2 separate regions of the Mus musculus genome follow, and region 1 is linked to region 2. The links are chromatin contacts, called in public Hi-C maps. All regions are on one chromosome and are shown on one strand. The core of a region is the stretch at or near the end of the contact, and the rest is flanking DNA. Distances in the headings are between cores, read along the strand shown.

Region 1 (5,777 bases), core at 3,154-5,653, 280 kb after region 2:
TTGCTATACTCTTTGTTGCATGGGAAACACATTCTTAATTGTCAAGAAAGCTAACAAGGTTTCTAAATTTAAGACTTATTACTTAAATATATAAAAACTGCTTAGTTACAATTTTATGTCTATGAATTTAAAATGTTTCTTTTTTTCTTTTTCATGAAAATGAAGTTTGTTATAACTGCTACATACGTACATAAAATGTATTTCAGGGAGCTATCATGGGATGTTTCACTGTACGTACCAATATGTAAATTTAAATCAGGCAAAAAAAATCTGTCTCCAATATTTTTCATTTGTAACTAAAATACTAAATAATCCATGTTTTCTTGCTTGTAATATAGATCACATTACTGCCCACAACTGTGCAGTGACACTGGGGAGTGAACCCCTTACTTTTCCTAACAACTTTAGCACCATCAACAACCTCTCCTCCCCACCTCCCCCCTGCCCCCAGCCTCCAGTAACCGGCTTCCCCTCAGTTTCCCTTGGCAATGCTCTGGCTGTTTGCTTTCTTATTAATGCAACATTTTCTCATACATAAATTTCATCTGTCATCGCTATTTTGTTTTAATGCTTAGTGATGACACTGCAGTAAGGTGGTTGTGGTTGGACTGAAACTACTACCATGGGCGTCTTACCAGCCCACCAGGAAATTGTCTTCATAAAAGACATTTTTTAGCACAGCCTGGAAGTTCTCAGTCACAGACAGTGACTCCTGGGATGTTTCTTTGCATTTATAGATTAAGTGTATTTCTTGAAGAGTTAAGACTAGAAAACAAACAAACAAACAAACAAACAAACAAACAAAACTAAAAATGACCTGAAAGAACATCCAAAGACTCTCCTTTCCTTTCAGCTGTGATGTCATGGTATCTGACACTAAACTACTCTCAATTACGAAACTTTAGATAAAAGTAAACAAACAAAAACTGGAAAACTGTTTCAAAGTAGTCAGTCATATCTATTCCTCATTGCCTTGGACATGAAGTCTTCTAATTTGATATCAAGAAAGCAATTAAGCTTCATGTAGTCTTTATATTTCTAATTAAGAATGTGTTCCTTTTAAGAATAAAACTTTTCATGGAAATGAGTTAGGATCATAGCATTTATTAATGTGTCTTAAACATTTATAGGGAATATGCACTATGTCCTGTACCATAATTCAGCATAATTTGGGGTTAGGCTGTTTCTTGTCCTATTTCTTGATGTAATGAGAGCAACAATTACCCAAATAGTGAGAGGTTCTAGCAGATCTCTGAAGCTGCTGAACATAAAATGGTAGTGACTATATACATTGGGCAACTTCAGAGAAATAGATGGCCTGTTTATTTATACTCACTAGCCTTTATACCCCACCCTTAGTCTGTATCACTTAGATGGCCACTTCTTAAAAGCTCCCGAGAGAGAGAGAGAGAGAGAGAGAGAGAGAGAGAGAGAGAGAGAGAGAGAGAGAGAGAGAGAGAGAGAGAGATTTTGGCCTGTCTTGCATAATACCTACTATAGTTGTCACCAAGGTTCTCTGCATAGTTTTGCCCTTCTTATACCCTTGGCAAAGACAGTATTTCCAGACCCTATTGCTAGTAAAGACAGAGCCTCAGCCTACGTCTTTAACACCAAATAAGGCACTGTGCCATAGACTTAATGTTCTTCTTATTTTATTTGGGTTTCACAGAGTGAGGCTTGCAAAGAGTCTTGAGGCATACAAATTTATTTTGTAGGAGAAATTCAGGTTCTCAAATTACTGATTTTTCAAATTTTATTTTCATGGAATTTCCAGGAATTGTTTAGTTTTATGGACTGAACTTTTATTTTTGTTTCTTTTCTTCTCTCTGTCTCTCTGTCTCTGTTTCTATCTCTCTCTTTCTCCTTCTCTGCTTTGTTTTAATTTCTATAGATGCACATACCTTTGTTCTTTTATTCATTAATAAACCAATATGAATTACATTAGTATTCTGTTCATTTCATCCTTTATCATTTTTATATAATATCCTTTTCTGCTTTGGAATTCTATCTGGGATATCACAATCCATTTAGATATTATGTCTTTATGGATTTCTCTAGGACATGACAGTTTCTTAGTCACTCTTTGGTTTTGTCAATGTGATGGTTTTGAATTTTATTGGTTCATAGAACTTCTCTGAATTTTCGAATATCTTGAGATTAGTTAATCAGATGATAGCCAGAAGGTAGTAAGTGACAATTTAAAACTATATGATTACTACAGATTAGTTGAAGGAAATTAGGAAGAATTAACTATTTGCAGATTTTAGGGGGTAGAGAAAACGAGTAACAATTAGAGGGTGCAGGGGTTGGTTATTAATACTTGATCTTTGGTGTTGTTTTAAAAATCCAATTATGAATGATAGAGTTTCTGATTTAAAAAAAAAGCTTTCTGAGACTTTATTGCTCAAATTGTCTCTGATTTGGATAGGTAGCCATCAGTTTTTACTCTAAAAAAAGGAAAGACAAAACGAGCAAGGCCGTCTTCATCAGTGAGCAAGTGCCGTGACCGCTTTCAACTGAATTGCAGTTCCCACTGCTGTCATTTCTTCTTGGACGCACTCATGAACAGATTGCTTTTGCATAACTGCCTCGCCATCTGGTGGCAACATGTGGAAACGAGAAGGATCAGTCTGGAGATGTGAGCTGAGCAAGCTCTTTCCCTTGAAGAGGATACTTGATGAGATATACCACTTTTCTAAAACATTATACCATCATAATTTTACACCTTTATTGACCAACCATGTTTACCAAATTGACTCTCTATGTCAAGGGGAAGGCCAGTTTCTGAATCTCATATTCTAGCTGAAAATGACTTTGGTAAAATTTTCTAAGATTTCTAATCTGGCTTCCTGTGACACTCTCTTATTTATTTATTTTCAGAAACCACAAATTACAAGTCCTTGACAAATAATCATAAAATAAGTATTAGGCATATTGATTATTATGAAACATGTGTGAAATGTGTAACCCTCATAGTCCATCAAGCCAATGAAAAGGAGCAGAAATTGTTTCAATATTAGCTTAGGCCTACCACTAACTATGGTTGTCTGTTCCAAGTAGAATTTGTACCCTCCTTTGGTTTGTCTCAGAGATAGCATGGGCATGGATCAGCTACCATGATAGTGATTCAGCTACCATGTATAGCACGTCCTGGGGAGACAGGGACACAAAGCAGGTGCTGGAAGATGTAATTTTTGCTGGCTTCACTTTTGATTTTGAAATGTCTGTTGGCTCATTCTTGCATCAATCACAGAACTATTGTTTATAGTCTTCTGCTTACCAGACATGTTCCAGTTCACTGCTCCTTCTCTGGACCCTGAAAAACAGAGAGTGATACAAAAATATGTTGGAATTAATTTTGTGTTTCTGGATTCTTGAGAAACATACATCCATCATTCTTAGAAGCAATACACATTGAGCAAGTCTTTTCAAGAAAGAAGAGTAGATTTGATGGATGGAAGGAGAGATTACTTAAATTCCAGTGTCCTGAGGGATGCCACACATGTTTCAGGGGAGCATGTAGTTGTATAACTCCTGACTACTGGATATGGGAATTCTTATGCCTTCTAACCACTGTATTTTGCCTTACCCTGGAGTTAGAGTTGGTAAACATTTCCTAAACCACAGACTCATTGATTGAGACTATTCTCAACTACATGTTAAATAAGATTTTTGCTCTTTAATTTATCGAAGAATGTTATTGAACGTCTGCTTCATAACCTCAGATAAGTAGGTCACTGGTAATGGTAATAACTTGATGACTGTCTTGTAGGTGTTTGCATTGTGTCAAACATGGCCTGCCATTCAAATGTACACTCAACAAATATTTTTAATGCTGTTTTGCACTAAATATATGTAGGTGTGTGACCTGTGGAGATCCAGCAAAAAGGCATAAACGTTCCTGCTCTCTGGAAACTTACAGTCTGGTGAAGAGAAGCAGACACACAAATGCACAAAACAAATGAGTAAAAAGAATTAGCCAGCACTGAAGGCTACTTTGGGCCATTTGGTCAGAAGCTAGCTCTGTCTGAACAATGAGAATCCTGTTAGATGTATATGTCACATGTATGTGAGTCCAGTTAAGGATCCAGCTAGGGCAGATGGAGGAAAACAAGCTTGTAATATGTTAGAGATAGCAATTCTTCAAATGAAGGTTTTTATTGTTCTTGGATCCATCCTCGCCAAGAAGAGACAGTTTTCAGCTAGCAATCTGACAACCCAGATCAACCCAGCTGTGTTCTGTACACCATCACATGGATTCACAATAACTTCTTGCTCAACATAATCCTGTACCCAGAGAGTAGCTTGAAAGAAGCCTGTGTGACCTTTGAGCATCTGTTGGGAATGTTAGCATAGTTTGCTTGTTGTACCAGACACTGCACACAAAGTTCTTTTGGTTTCATTTTCACAAGGAGTAAGTAGTATTTTTATTTTATAGACATGTGAGCTGTGCAACATGCCTCATAAACAGCTCAGATTTCACACTCAGATTTCTTTTGAACATCAAAGGAAAGAGAAACAGAAGAGCCATGGCCAGTGATACTCTGTTTAGAAGCAATCTTAACCTAGGGAGCCACTGAGGAGTCTTAGTATTCAGTAGGAACTATAGCCATGTGTCTGTGTCCAGCATGTACCTGCCTTCCCATACTCACCAACCTGCAGTAGTTGATACCTTCTCATTTCTGAAAGATGATATTTCTACAAAAATCACTCTTAATATAGGTGTGGCTCTGAAGGGGATATTCATTTAGCCTTAAAAAGTTAAGCCTCAGAAATTAAGAAAAAGATATATACGTATATATGTTTTTAAACTATGTAAAACAAGAAATGACCAATTTATGTTTTTTTGTTGTAAAAAAAAGCATTAAAAAAGAATGAAGTTATCTGCCAAGAAATTTGTCATTCATATGAAGTAAAAATAGTATAAGGTTATTCTTGTTGGAGTAAGTAGTTATGTATAATATAAATTTCCATTTTGAGAATGAAACTAAAAAAGAAATTCAGATTATCCCAGAACTGGGGAGATGGCTCAATAGTAAAGAAAAGGGTTTACTGCCCAAGCAAGTGGAGGGTTCTCCGGCACCTACCTAAATGCCAGGAGGGCATGGAGGCTTTGCTGTAATTCCACCACTCCTTCAGCAGAGACAAGGGTCACTGAAGCAAGCTGACTAACAAGAGTAACTGCAATAGCAAGGTCTGGGGTCACTGCGAGATACTGGTCAATTAACAATATAGCAGTGAGCAAGAAGACTTCTGTTACCTCCACATGCATGTGCAGAGGTTTGCACACTCAACCAGACACATAGATTCACACACGGACAGACATGTATACATATCACAGACACACACAAAAACACAAACAAAAAATAAACAGTTCAAGTGTATCAAATGAATCACTATGTGATGATCTTCATGCAGATCATTATTAATGTAGAACAAGGCATGTAATTAAACTTTGTTAAATTTTTCAAAACAAACCTGTGTTTTGAATACACTCATATTTGAAATATAAAGTGCTTTTCAGACAAAAGACAGCTCCTTTGAGCAAATGCAGTATACAGATGGTATAGGAGATTAATAGAAAATTTAAAAGGAAAAAAAAAAAAAACCAGAGACTAGAACAGGGTACATTCTGTTTATCTGCGCATTCACAGTGACAAGCATTTGTAAATGAACCTTCCTTTGATGCTGGCCCCATGGTAAGCTCACAGAGAGCTCCAAGGCTGTGCTTCATCATGAGTCTTCAGATGGAAGCTTGTCAATAACAATATGCAGTG
Region 2 (6,720 bases), core at 4,201-6,700:
TCCTACCCAACCTGAGCTCTAAACTCCCTGGGGCCTCCAGTCTCTTGATTGAGGGTTAGGTGCATCATCTCTGAATGAACACAGAAGTCCACTTCTGTATGTGTGTTGGGGGCCTCATATCAGCTGGTGTATGCTGCCTGGTTGGTGTTTGAGAGATCTCAGGGATCCAGGTTAATTGAGACTGCTGGTCCTCCTACAGGGTTGCCCTCCTCCTCAGCTTCTTTCAGCCTTCCCTAATTCAATAACAGGGGTCAGCTGCTTCTGTCCATTGGTTAGGTGCAAATGTCTGCATCTGAAGGTCTTTCTGAAGGCAGTCATGATAGATCCTTTTTAGTGAGCTCTCCATAGCCTCAATAATAGTGTCAGGCCTTGGGACCTCCACTTGAGCTGGATCCCAGTTTGGTCCTGTCCCTGGACCTTCTTTTACTCAGGCTTCTCTCCATTTCTATCCCTGTAATTCTTTCAGAAAGGAACAATTATGGGTCAGAGATGTGAGTGTGGGATGGCAACCCCATCCCTCACTTGATGTCCTGTGTTCCTGCTAGAAGTGGGCTCTATAAATTCCCTCTCCCTACTGTCCAGTGGGCATTTCATCTAAGGTCCCTTCCTTTGAGTCCTGAGAGTCTCTCACCTCCCAGGTCTCTGGTACATTCTGGGGGTCCCCCCAACATCCTATTTCCTGAGGTTGTCCATAGCCTCCCCCAGCCTTGAGCAGGCTGGCTCAGACCTTGTTGCCACTGAGAATGAGACCACCTGGGGTGAAGCCTTCCCACCTAGATGACTCTATTGTTCTGTCACCTTGTGATTCTTCTCCAAGGCTCCAAGACGCTGCTACCTGCTGAGAGGCTGAGAGATTCCTGAGACAGCAGGCAACCCAGTGATTGACACCTTCTGCCAAACTAGTGCTGTCAGTCTAATTGCTTACAGGCTGGCATGAGGCATCAAGGGTAGATACACCCAGGAGATGGGCTTTCCCCCTTTATAAGGACAGAATTTCAGTAAACACTGGGCCTTGATCAGAAATCTGTCTCACCGGTTCTCTCTCTTACAGCTCAGGCCTCCCACTCAGGGACTCAGTTTGTGTGGCTAGGCTGCAGTTGCCTGTTTACATTCTTTCTGTTGGCCCTCGGGGCTTCAGTCCTTTTCCTTCACCCAATACCAGATCAGGTTCCCCTCTACCCACCTCCTCCCTTGCCCCAACCGTGTCCACTTTTCCTCCCAGGTCCCTCCTCCCTCCCCACTTGTGGTTGCTTTCTTCTCTCTCCCAAGTGGGATTGAGGTGTCCTCACTTAAGGCACTTCATCTTGTTGAGCTTTTTGAGTTCTGTGGACTGTATCTTGGGTATTCTGTACGTTTGTGTGTCTGTGTTTTGATTTTTTTTTTTTTTTTGCGAATATCCACATATTAATGAGTACATACCATGCTTGTCCTTTTGGGTCGGAGTTACCTCACTCAGGATGATATTTTCTAGTTCCATCCATTTGCCTGCAAAACTCAGGATGCTCTTAATATCTGAGTAGTATTCCATTGTGTAAATGAACCACATTTTCTGTATCCATTCTTGTGGAACATCTGGGTTGTTTCCAGCTTCTGGCTATGACATATAAGGCTGCTATGAACATACTGGAAGGTGTGCTCCTGTGGCATGGCAGGACATCTTTTGGGTATCTTCCCAAGAGTAGAATAGCTGGGTCTTCAGTTAGTTCTATTTCCAATTTTCTGAGAAACCTCCAGATTGATTTCCAGAGTGGTTGTACCAGTTTGCAATCCCACCAGCAATGGAGGAGTGTTCCTCTTTCTCTACATCCTCTCCAACAAGTGTTGTCACCTGAGGTTTTGATCTTACCCATTCTGATTGGTGTAAGGTGGAATCTCAGAGTCGTTTTGATTTGCATTTCTCTGATCTGCTAAGGACCTTGAACATTTCTTTAGGTGCTTCTCAGCCATTTGAGATTCCTCAGTTGTGAATTCTTGGTTTAGTTCTATGGCGCAGGTTTTGATTAGATTGTTTGGTTTTTTTGGTGATTAAGTTCTTGAGGATTTTTTTTTATATACTTTGGATATTAGCCCTCCATTGGATGTGGGGTTAGTGAAGATTTGTCTTAGCAACTATGTCCTTTGCCTTATAGAAGCTTTCAGTTAATAAGGGGACACTGGGAGAAACTGGCAGTTAGGACTCCAGCTCTAACACATCTTTACCTTTTAATGATAGGATACAGGTCAATTCCTAACACTGTTCAAAATAACTCTTCTTGTAAGAGGTATTTTACATGAAAGTGAAGTTATAAATTATATTCTCTACTAATTTTGAAGTAACACGTGTTACTTCTTGAGAACAGATTTTATGGATTATGTAAGATAACTTTTAGTCCTAAAATCCAATATAAGGTTTAAAGGGGAAATGCATAATGTAGAACCTTGTATACTTATAATTGTATAAACTCAAGTCTTTTGTAATAGACAGGATTTTTCAACAGAATTTTTGTGTAGGTGTTCAGCAAGAAATACCAAAGTTATTTAGCTATATTCATTTCCCTGATGTCTTTATATGTATTTTACTACACATTTTCATTTTATATAAAGCATGTAACTCTTGCCTATATCTTATGCCTCACCAACTTGTCAGTTTTCCTAGACTGTATGGCTAGGAGATAGGTTGGTTCCTAATGAGGAAAAAGCTATTTCTATGATATGAGCATATGGTCTTGCTGCCAGTTTATGATGTAGGGCCCTAATCTTGTTAGTTGACAAAAACATTTCCTGATTAAACATGAAAGCCAACATAAATTTGGTTTTATACCAACTCAGTTTAGGAAAACCACTCTTTTGAACTTCATTAAAACTCCAATAGGTTGGCACATCTGGATTTCAAACATTAGGCTTATTTCATAAAGAATACTGAATAATAGTTTACATAGTTTACCTTTGCTCTGTAAGAACAAAAAACAAAAATTTCAAGCTTGTACTGGAAGCACATGCAAAGAGCTGACAAAACTAAATCTTTTCATGGTTTAGTCATGGCCCCTGCATCAGATTTTTCCAGTTGATCTTGTATTTCACAATTTACAGTTTACAAAAGCTGATTCCTCTCATTCTTTGAACACCTAGGGGACACATAGTGCACCATGCAAATCTTAACTTAGATTTTAAACAAGAAGCATCTTGAAATAAAGAGTTATACTCCACAGAACTTTCCATAAACAAGTGAGCATGGACATGCTGGGCAGTGACCATGGACATGTATGTGCTAGGCTGGGGCTGCACAGAGAACTGCCTAACAGAGAAAGAACAAACCAGCTTGCTGTGCCTATAGGACAAGGGCAGAACCACACAGGCATGCAGGGAGAGGCTTGTCCTTAGCATTGTCTGACTCTTACTCCTCGCGTTTTTCTTTGTGAATTACGATGGCCTGAATTGTCAGTATTCCATGCAAAGTGTCTACTCATACGAGATAGTGTTCTCTAGCCACGGCCAGGCCTTCCCTGTGCTCTGAGCGGGGATGGTCAGTCTTCTAGGTATAAAACCAGGCGAAAACCTGTTAGAATTATGTTTTTTAGGAACAGAAGCCACTTAACTTCCACGAGTAGAGTACAGATGTGCTATTTACTTCCTAGTCTCTGAGATTTTTGTTCTGTTTTGCTCTGATCAAATACCCCACCAAAAAGCAATGTAAGCAAGAGAAGGACTTACTTGACTTACAGTTCTGAGTTATAGCCCACCATTTTGGAGAAGTCAATTCAAGACACCAATAGTTTGTCACCTTGTATCCTCAGTCAAGAGGAAAGACAAAGTAAACGCATCCTTGCTTGATTGCTCTCAGCTATCTTTCCCCTCACTTATACTGCTCAGGACCACTTTCCTAGGCACTAGGTATGACCCAAAATAGACTAGGTTACCCTACATCAGTAACAAGGCAGTTTACCAGACATACCCATGAACCAATCTGACTTAGATAATTACTCAAACAAGACTCTCTTCCCATGAGATTCTAGACTGTTTCAAGTAGACAGTTAAAACTAACTAACACACGTCTTTCTTTGTTGAGGCTCTTATTGATGGAGTTCTTCACGGACCTTTGTTTCTTCTCCAGTCTCCATTAGATGGATATAACCTACATTTGGAACTGGAAGTTTTATTTGGTGATGAGAGATATTTTGTTTTTACTTTGGTTGCCCATTATTTGATGATTTATATTTATTTGTATATATCCGAAGAAGTTTTTACTGTATTAGGTTTCCATAAGAACTCTCCAATGGCTTTAGTTTTAACTGTCCCTCCTTGTACTCCTTCTCTTACCATCCTTTTCCCTTCCTCTCCCCATGGGATTCTCTTCTTCTAGTCTATCCCCCATACATTCATATTTCCCTTTCCTAGGAAGGCATTTCCCTCCTCTAGCCACTTATATTACATATGATATCTATGGATATATGGATTGTAGAGCTTGCTTATTGAAGACTTAAAAGGCAACATTCACAAATAAGGACAGGTCTTATGCTCAGCAGTAGAAGCTCAACACAAAATACACTAAATTGCATTTTTGAAAGTTCATTGTTTCACAATACTTTGTCTGAGTAACTCTTAATCTCTCTCTCTCCCCCCCTCCCCCTTCTTTCTTTCTCTTTCTCCCCCCCATAGGTCTTTGAATGTATATTGTGGTTTCTGGTGTTGTATTTTTATGGGATTTCTATGCACGTGACCTTATGTGTTTCTTCTGTGCTTCCTCTATGACTCTTTTTCTTCTGTTAGTTTGTTTCATTCTTTTCTGGTTTGTTCATTTTAATTTTCTTTTTAATTTTTAAATTTTTTAGGTGCCTTGTATTCTAATGAGAAAGATAAAGAAAGGATGGGGATTTGGTGGGTGAGGAAGTGGGAGGATCTGGGAGGAGTTGAGAGAAGCAAAACTGTGATCAGACTATATTACATAGCAATAAATGTGTTTTAAATAAAAATAATTAAGATAAAAAGTTCCGAATATGTGTGAAATCTAGGGCTTCATGCATACTGGGCAAGCTCTTGACCACCAAGTAGCATGAGAGGCAACCCAGTTCAGGGCTCCAAATTCTTATCTTCCCTCCAGATTGTTATTCTCTTATGCAACTGTCCATAATACTTCTATCCAACTTCTGGATGTCAAAAAGGCATTTAAACTTTTATATATCCAGAAAGATCACTGAGTTCATCCCTGTAACCTCTCTTAACTCTCTCTGTGCCGTAAAAGGGCACTACTTTCAATACTAGACTTAATGAAAAAATTTAGAAATCACATATGACTTATTTTTCCTTAACACTCTTCATTCAAGCCTTACGCAAACCCTTTTGTTTTCATGAAGCAAATCATTTCAGCATGTCTCTCTGCCTCTATTTTGTAGTGAAATTTCTATACTGGAGCTGCATTCAGCCATCAAAAGAACAAATAACATCACATGCTTCCCTCCGTGACAAGGAAACTCAATTCTTACCATCTAGGCTTTGTACTATGGCTTCCTGTTCAGAGTCTTTGCTCTTCTCCATTTCCTGATTTTTCACTAGTTGCCTACACTACAGTTTTGTATTTTTGTGCTCTTCTCTGGGCTGTCTATCCCTGTTACTGCTTGTCTCAGCTGGAAAAATGGCACAAAGAAGAGCTAATACTGTCATAAAACACTCTGCTTGCAGACTGCACAAGGTCTGCCACTGCAAACCTCTTTAACACTAGCACTGGGAAGGCAAGTATGGGGCCAGCTGGGTTACAATGAGCTCTACATTAGCAGGGTTACAGAGTGAAACCCTATCTTAAAACCAAAATGAAACAAAACCGAAACCAAACAAACTAACGCCCCAAACTCACAAATTAAAAACCAATCTCCCACCACAGCCTATCACTTTTCCTGTGTAACTTCTGTTGTACTTTAGGCAAAACATTTACGATTGTTTGGAATGACTTTATTTACTTATCTATTTATATACTTTATTCATGGAGTTTGTACTGTCTGGTTTTGTGTGTCAAATTGATACACAAAATGGAGTTATCACAGAGAAAGAGCCTCCCTTGAGGAAATGCCTCCATGAGATCCAGCTGTAAAGCATTCTCTCAATTAGTGATCAAGGGTGGGAGGGCCCATGGTGGTTGGTGCCATCCCTGGGCTGGTAGTCCTAGGTTCTATAAGAAAGCAAGATGAGCAAGCCAGGGGACGCAAAGCCAGTAACATCCCACCATGGCCTCTGCATCAGCTCCTGCTTCCTGACCTGCTTGAGTTCCAGTCCTGACTTCATTTGCTGATGATCAGCAATGTGGAAACTGTAAGCTGAATAAACCCTTTCTTCCCCAACTTGCTTCTTGGTCATGATGTTTTGTGCACGACTAGAAACGCTAAGACAGAGTTTAGTGGCCTACAGTTTATAGGCTTTGACTGTATGCCATTCTTCTGTGCATGGCTGTAGGAAGGTTAACTGGACACTTGAATTCTTGGTGGCAAAGGTGTTACGGTAGAAAGGCTTAATGAATCAGGATCCTTTCTATAATACATATTTGTACTTAAAGACAGGTACTCCATAAATGTCAGCTATCATAATAATAAAGACATAAATTTTGATGTAGAAAACTAGCCACTCAGTATCCACTAATAAAAGCCTTTTTCTAGCATTGAAGGGGGCATGGTGACATAAACTTTTTCATGTATTGCTTATAAAATTATGAACCCCTTCAGAACCAGATTTTAAAGCTGTGGCAGAAGATATTAG

Evidence for each region. Hi-C and Micro-C count contacts between places; a contact is called where the count stands out from the background.
Region 1: a Hi-C map of the G1E-ER4 cell line shows a contact between it and region 2, with 2.6 times the contacts expected there. The contact joins two enhancer-like sites. A contact is called at or near these places in 3 of 15 datasets of contacts at CTCF or cohesin (CD8 T cells, embryonic stem cells and large pre-B cells) and 1 of 484 Hi-C or Micro-C datasets (the G1E-ER4 cell line).

What each region holds. Positions count from the first base shown.
Region 1 is chr3:15,191,973-15,197,749 of GRCm38.p6, forward strand. No RefSeq gene overlaps it. Among named protein-coding and RNA genes, the nearest start is that of Gm33819, 38 kb to the left of the region's middle. Within about 2 kb of position 4,404, at least 18 of the 459 cell types and tissues checked have an H3K27ac peak or open chromatin away from gene starts, as enhancers often do. A contact at or near this core is called in CD8 T cells and the G1E-ER4 cell line, where this site is marked.
Region 2 is chr3:14,906,666-14,913,385 of GRCm38.p6, forward strand. No RefSeq gene overlaps it. Among named protein-coding and RNA genes, the nearest start is that of Car2, 24 kb to the left of the region's middle. Within about 2 kb of position 5,451, at least 41 of the 459 cell types and tissues checked have an H3K27ac peak or open chromatin away from gene starts, as enhancers often do. A contact at or near this core is called in CD8 T cells and the G1E-ER4 cell line, where this site is marked.